2 separate regions of the Mus musculus genome follow, and region 1 is linked to region 2. A link is a contact called in public Hi-C data. All regions are on one chromosome and are shown on one strand. Each heading gives the region's core, a stretch centred on a gene start, on an enhancer-like site or on the middle of the called end of the contact. The rest is flanking DNA. Distances are from core to core; before and after follow the strand shown. Region 1 holds the start of Rasgrp3 (RAS, guanyl releasing protein 3). Region 2 overlaps Ltbp1 (latent transforming growth factor beta binding protein 1).

Region 1 (3,087 bases), core at 242-2,741, 46 kb after region 2:
CATTGGATTTGACATCTCTAGTATCCAGTGGCATTAGAACTCATGGGTGTGCCCCCCACACACACGTAATTAGAAGTAAAACAAATCTTTAAAAAATAATACAGACCAGTTTATACTTCTACTTACTATTACACAAATGGTTGTTTCTCTACATATCAGTATCAGAAGTTAGCAAAAGTTTTAGCTGCTCGTCTGTTATGTGGGAAAAAATGCTATTATTTTGGGGTTTGCTTGCATTGTCAATAATATGAGGGAATTTGGATTGCAAGAATGCAGAAAAGCTATGTCTGTTTTTCCCATTCATATTAGATTCAGAAGGTATATTCCTTTTTTCTTTTCTTTCTTTCTTTCTTTCTTTTTCTTTCTTTTTTTTGGTATTTTGACTCAAGAAATTCTCTACTTTTTCTCTTAAAGACTTTTATAATTCCTCTGCATGTGTGTGTGAACACACACACACACACACACACACACACACACACACACTGGAGGGGTCACTTTGTAGAGGCCAGAGGAGGGTGTTGGCACTCTCAGAATTGGAGTTACAGGCATTTGTGGGATGCTGGGCTTATTCTATGGGTACTGGAAAACACTTTCTAGCCCCTAGGGTTGCTAGCAAGTGCTTGTAACCTGCTGAGTCAGCTTTCCAGCCTCAACATATTTTTAAATGAAAGGAGAGAATGAGTCTGACATGGTGCTCACTTTGTAATCCTAGTATTTGAGCGGTGAGGCAAGAGGATCACGAGTTTGAGCCTAGCTTGGGCTGTGTAGTAAGGCATCGTCTAAACTGTCTGAGGAAAGGAAAGGAAGGGAAGGGAAGGGAAAGGAAAGGAAAGGAAAGGAAAGGAAAGGAAAGGAAAGGAAAGGAAAGGAAAGGAAAGGAAAGGAAAGAAAAAAATAAGACAGAAAGCAAAAGAACAGAACAGAACCAGGTCTTCCTCCTGGTATTCAGGCACCCCCCCCCCACTCCCACAAATTTGTCTTTCAGGAAATGAAGGATGCAGTGTGAATCTGCTCGTGGTAGTTTACACAGAAAATGCTATTATTTCTGAATTCAAGCTTCGCTGGTGGGAAGTGACAACTTCTAGTCAAGTAGAGACTGAGGGACCAGTTAAGTCACAACTCAATGGCTCACACTAAAGTTGAATTATTTAGGTTAAATTTTCTTCAGTGTGTTTACCAGTGCAGACTTGGAAGGAACACACACACACACTCATACATGCATATGTGTGCACATGCACACGTGCGCACACACACATGCACACTGTACACACACACACACACACACACCTAACACACACACCTCTGACTGCCTTTTGAAATCAAATACATTTCCTGCCTCCTCTTTCCTCGGTACTCACAGCAGCAGCTTATTTATAGCACAGGAAAGGGGAAAAAAACAGCGCTCCACTGGAGGCCGGAAAACTAAGTAGGGAAAGAATAGGAGGAAGTGGGCCTGCCATTTAGCCAAACAGCCTTTACTTCATTGAGCTCAAAGCCTAGCCCCTTCAAGGTAGTGGTTTGTTGGGCACGAATAGGCTTGCAAATCTCTTTCTTTCTTTCTTCTTCTTTTTATTATTTTGCTTTTCCTCTTCACTTATGAATTGGACTTGAGCAATGGAGGGGACAACAGCTCTTTCAGGGGGAGCCCAGCCATCTTGAGGGGTTCAGGCACCTTGAAGAGACTTTCAAGAACCTGGTGAAAGGAGGATCCACACCTCTTGTGAACTTCCACTGACTACATGACTGCGGATTCGGGTATGTGTCCCTTTTAAGTTTGCGTCTTGCTATTTCTCACGTTTCCTTGGCTTTGCTTATTGGGCACAGGCAATATTTGTGATCTGAGGGCAGGTCCTACTATAACTGTAACACGAGCTTTGCTTGTGTCTCTGAAGAGTAGCCAGCCGTCAGAGTCAGCAATGGCATCCTGAGCTTCTGGTAGCAAGTGTGTATTTTACGGAAGTTGTTTTCTTGTGGTGACTTCCTTAAATCTCAGCATCATCTATAATCTCCCTGACGGTCATTTTTGAAAACATCTGCCTGACACTATTTGTGCTTTGTGTCAGGCTGGTCAGTAATCTGTCGGTCACTTCTTTGAGGAATACTGGTTTAGAATATACTTAATAACCATGTCTTTAAACACAACCAAACCATTGCTGAAGTTATTTTGCTGAAATTTAAGTTTTGTGTACAGCTGTGAAGATGAAAATTCATCTGGTACAAAGTTTCCTTTCTTAATCAATCATTCTTAAACAATGATGAACTTCTAAAACATAAAGGCAACATCCAAGCCCTGAGCTTTTCCAGAGACAGGAATTATTCATAGCAATTATTTACATCTGAGTTTTTTTCCAAAACCTTTCTGCTGTATAAATTTTGAGGGTCTTGAAAAAATATCCTTGTGCTTAGAAATGGAAAGGTGGGAGGGAAATTAAATAAACCTAAAAGAGTTGATGATGCTCACAAAAACTTGGAAGGCTTCTGGGGACATGCCGAGGGACATCCCTTGGCATTACGTGAATGCTTTTGTTTAAATGATGAGCCTGTGTGCTTCCAGGGCAGATAACCTCCACCTTTGCGTGGTAATGACGCTTGATTGATGTCAGCACAGTGACTGACCAAGAAGTAGGCTCTGCCAGTTGTTGAGAAGGAAACAGGTTGCTTTTCTTTCTGCCTCTCCTTGCATGAGATTTGTGTGTTTAGAGTTTGCAGCAAGAAGATAGCAAAGTTAAAAAAGCAGAACTGTGAGCCCACCAGAACTGGTGCGGAGCCCGGGGCTTCCTTCTAAGTCATGGTGGCTCTCTTTGGCCCTTTTCTCTGCTGAAAGAATTTAAGTGGGTATTTTGTTGTTGTTGTTGTTGTGCTGTTTTATATTGTTTTTCTGACTAGAAATTTGTAAGTCATTCCATGGAAATAGGTTCACAGAGATATTTTTTTAAAAACACAGGAAAAGCATGACTGTTTTGTTTGTACTGTTTTGAAACGCTTTGAAGAGACAAAGGGAAACACAGTGACTCGAGATTTCCGTGAGAGAGCTAAGCAAATCACTCTCCACGTTGGTTTCCCATGGCAGCACGGTATTTCCAAAGT
Region 2 (2,947 bases), core at 439-2,938:
CTGTGACAGTGTACTTGGGGGATTATGTATTTATATTTTCAACTTCTCTCTCTGGGAAGATAGCTCAACACTTCCAGGGCTGGCCGTGTTGTTTTTATATTGTTAAAACTCTAGATGTCTCATATGGTTTTAGAGCTTGTATCTAAACTATAAAGAGAGCCAAACACGAGCTTCTTTGTTTTCTTCCTTTATTCTAAACACAAGTCTGATGTATCTCCCATTTGTCAAGATGTTTGGAATCACTTCAATGGACTTGATCCTTTGGGCTCTTGTGGAAGGCTCCGTGGGAAGCCAGAGTAAACAGACCTCACAGGGCACAACCAGCCTGGCTCTTCTTTGGTTCTACAATTCCCAAATGCCTGTCCTCAAACCTGGAGCCCTCTTAGAAAATACCTACAGAACCCTGGTCAGGAAGTTCACCAATCCAATCCCAGAAGGCTTTCTGACTGGAAATTCATATAAAACATTCAAAAAGTTCCACATTTCCTAATTTGAAAGACAAAGCTCAAGCCCGTGCTTGCTTTCTCATGTTATGTGGTTTCAGTATAAAGCATTGGAATTCAAAGAGTGGACTGGTTCATATAAAAAACTGCATCGTTTTATGCTTAGCACCGAGTACAGGTATACTTGATAGCAAATTCTAAAGCTAACATTAAAGTATCTAAGACAGATAAATAAAATAAACCAGATCTATAATAATAATAATAATTCAGTTTTCAATAGGGTAGGAGGGCAAACACTTCTAACCTGGCTTCTGCCTTTGCCTTTGCAGGCTTTCTAAATAGCTTTGAGGAGCTACAGGCTGAGGAGTGTGGCATCCTCAATGGTTGTGAAAACGGCCGCTGTGTGAGAGTCCAGGAAGGATACACTTGCGATTGCTTTGATGGATATCACCTGGATATGGCCAAGATGACCTGTGTCGGTAAGAATGAGAGTGTCCGTTAAGAGACACTTTCCCTGGTGTCCCCTGTGACTGGCTCTGGTCAGCTGAGTATGTGTCAGATACATGGGTGGGCTTGTGGTTTGGAAAGATGAAAAAAGGTTCTAGAAATATGCATGAAGTGTAATAATACTTCATGTCACATGACTATACACAAAAACAGTTAAGGTAGTCAATGGTATAGTCTGTATTTCTTTTATGACAGCTAAAACTCATAGTTATCACCCCATATAAGAAGCCTAAGTGTCATATTTTTCTCATGGTCAGAGACTGAATCCCAGGACTTTGTGCCTGCTACTCAAGAACTGTACTGTGAATGATGTTCTACCCCCAGCCCCACCCCTAAAAGGCCAGAATGTCTCAAGTAGTTATTTTGACTTTTAAATTTAAATTTTGACAGTTCAGTAATGACTCCCCTGAGTATGTGAGATAAATATAAAAGACTGAAGGCAACTAGGAAATAAACAACTTCCCTAGCAGTTATTTTGGATAAAAATCTTTAAAAAGAAAAAATCACCATTCACACTGTAGCTTGGATATATTAAATATCAAGCCGACAAATGTTGACATTGTATTAAATAACAGGGCAATTCCAGACTCTCCCTGATCACTTATTTTACTATGTATAAAGGCTTATCTTGCATATTGAGAGAGGTAAAAATGAGGAAACTGTCTGGTTTATGTGGCCAAGAACTGTGGACAGCACCCAGGCTGGCCGCTGCGTGTCACTGGTGAGTAACGTAGCATTAAACACCGTGGTTTGGTTTATTGCAGATGTAAATGAATGCAGCGAGCTGAATAATCGGATGTCTCTCTGCAAGAACGCCAAGTGCATTAACACAGAAGGCTCCTACAAATGCTTGTGTCTGCCAGGCTACATACCATCCGACAAGCCCAACTACTGTACACCCCTGAACAGCGCTTTGAATTTAGACAAAGAAAGTGACCTGGAGTGAAGGAGAAGAAGCTGCGTAACCTATGCCCATATACTCTGCACTGTGTAAAGGGAAAGGGAGAGATGTATACTTGAGACACTGCACCTAACCCAGAATGTGGCAAAGACAGAGACAACTTGGAGTTGAGTGAACCCCCAAAGACAGTGAGCGGATGGAGCTGGAACCTGACAGGTGCAACAGACCAAATGGACATTTCTTCAAAAACCCAGTATATATAGTCTGTTCATATGTAAAATTCAGTGGAAAAGAGGCAGGACATGGCTGTCATTTTAAACAGAGGTTGTATTATTATCTTGTTTTGATTTTTTTTTTTACTATTGCTTAAATTTGGCTTTTAAATATTAGTGGAAATGTTTTATGTGATCTTTCTTTTTGCTGTGCAGATCCTCAGCTGCCGTTTTTTTTTTCCTCCAATGATAATCTCAAGTGCAAACATCTTTGATAAAATATTGTTAAACTGTATTATAAGTAATATGACACAGGGTTGTGCTGTCCCTTGGTCTGGAGACTTTTAAAAAAACAAGTTGTCTGTCCTGTGGAGCAGGCAGTAATTGTTAAACTTTTGGAGGGGATGGAGAAACATCTTTATTTCAATGTATTACCAGATTGCCTGTCAATTGGATCCCTTACCTGGATGGAAGTGGAAGAGCTTCATAGAGTTTATTAATATTGTGATGTGTAAAGTCAACCGAGAAAAAATTAAAAACCTGAACATCCCCCCCCAAACATTTACCATTGTATGTTATAAGAAAATAAACTCACCATTTTTGTAGAAAAAAAAAATTTGAGTGTGGAAGAAGAAGTTGTCCCCTTCCTCATAACAGCTCCCCCATCTCTGATCTTTTAACCACTAGTCCTCCATCACGCTAGGCTTCTGTAAGTTAGGACTGGTTAGCTACTGTTACAGGTTGCTAATTTCCATCTTAGTTCCAGGCTGAAGTGCTGCATCCCCGTGCTTTAGAATGCGTGGATTCTCTTTGGAGACAAGATCTCTAAGGAGGAAATGAAAGTTACAGGAGACCAGTGGAGTAAACTGTAACCCAAGACTATG

What was found. A called contact is a pair of places that touch in the nucleus more often than the background predicts.
Region 1: a contact with region 2 is called in a Hi-C map of centroblasts, with 1.5 times the contacts expected there. The contact joins the promoter of Rasgrp3 here to the enhancer-like site in region 2. A contact is called at or near these places in 2 of 39 promoter capture datasets (the HPC-7 cell line and macrophages), 3 of 484 Hi-C or Micro-C datasets (the HL-1 cell line, centroblasts and nephron progenitors) and 3 of 9 other capture datasets (adipose tissue, liver and pancreatic islet).

What each region holds. Positions count from the first base shown.
Region 1 is chr17:75,434,414-75,437,500 of GRCm38.p6, forward strand. It overlaps Rasgrp3 (RAS, guanyl releasing protein 3), which reads left to right and starts at 1,492. Exons shown (of 17, transcript NM_001166493.1): 1 at 1,492-1,755.
Region 2 is chr17:75,388,658-75,391,604 of GRCm38.p6, forward strand. Ltbp1 (latent transforming growth factor beta binding protein 1) reads left to right here. Exons shown (of 34, transcript NM_019919.4): 33 at 773-922; 34 at 1,715-2,947. The coding sequence ends at 1,896. Among named protein-coding and RNA genes, the nearest start is that of Rasgrp3, 46 kb to the right of the region's middle. Within about 2 kb of position 1,689, at least 5 of the 459 cell types and tissues checked have an H3K27ac peak or open chromatin away from gene starts, as enhancers often do. A contact at or near this core is called in centroblasts, where this site is marked.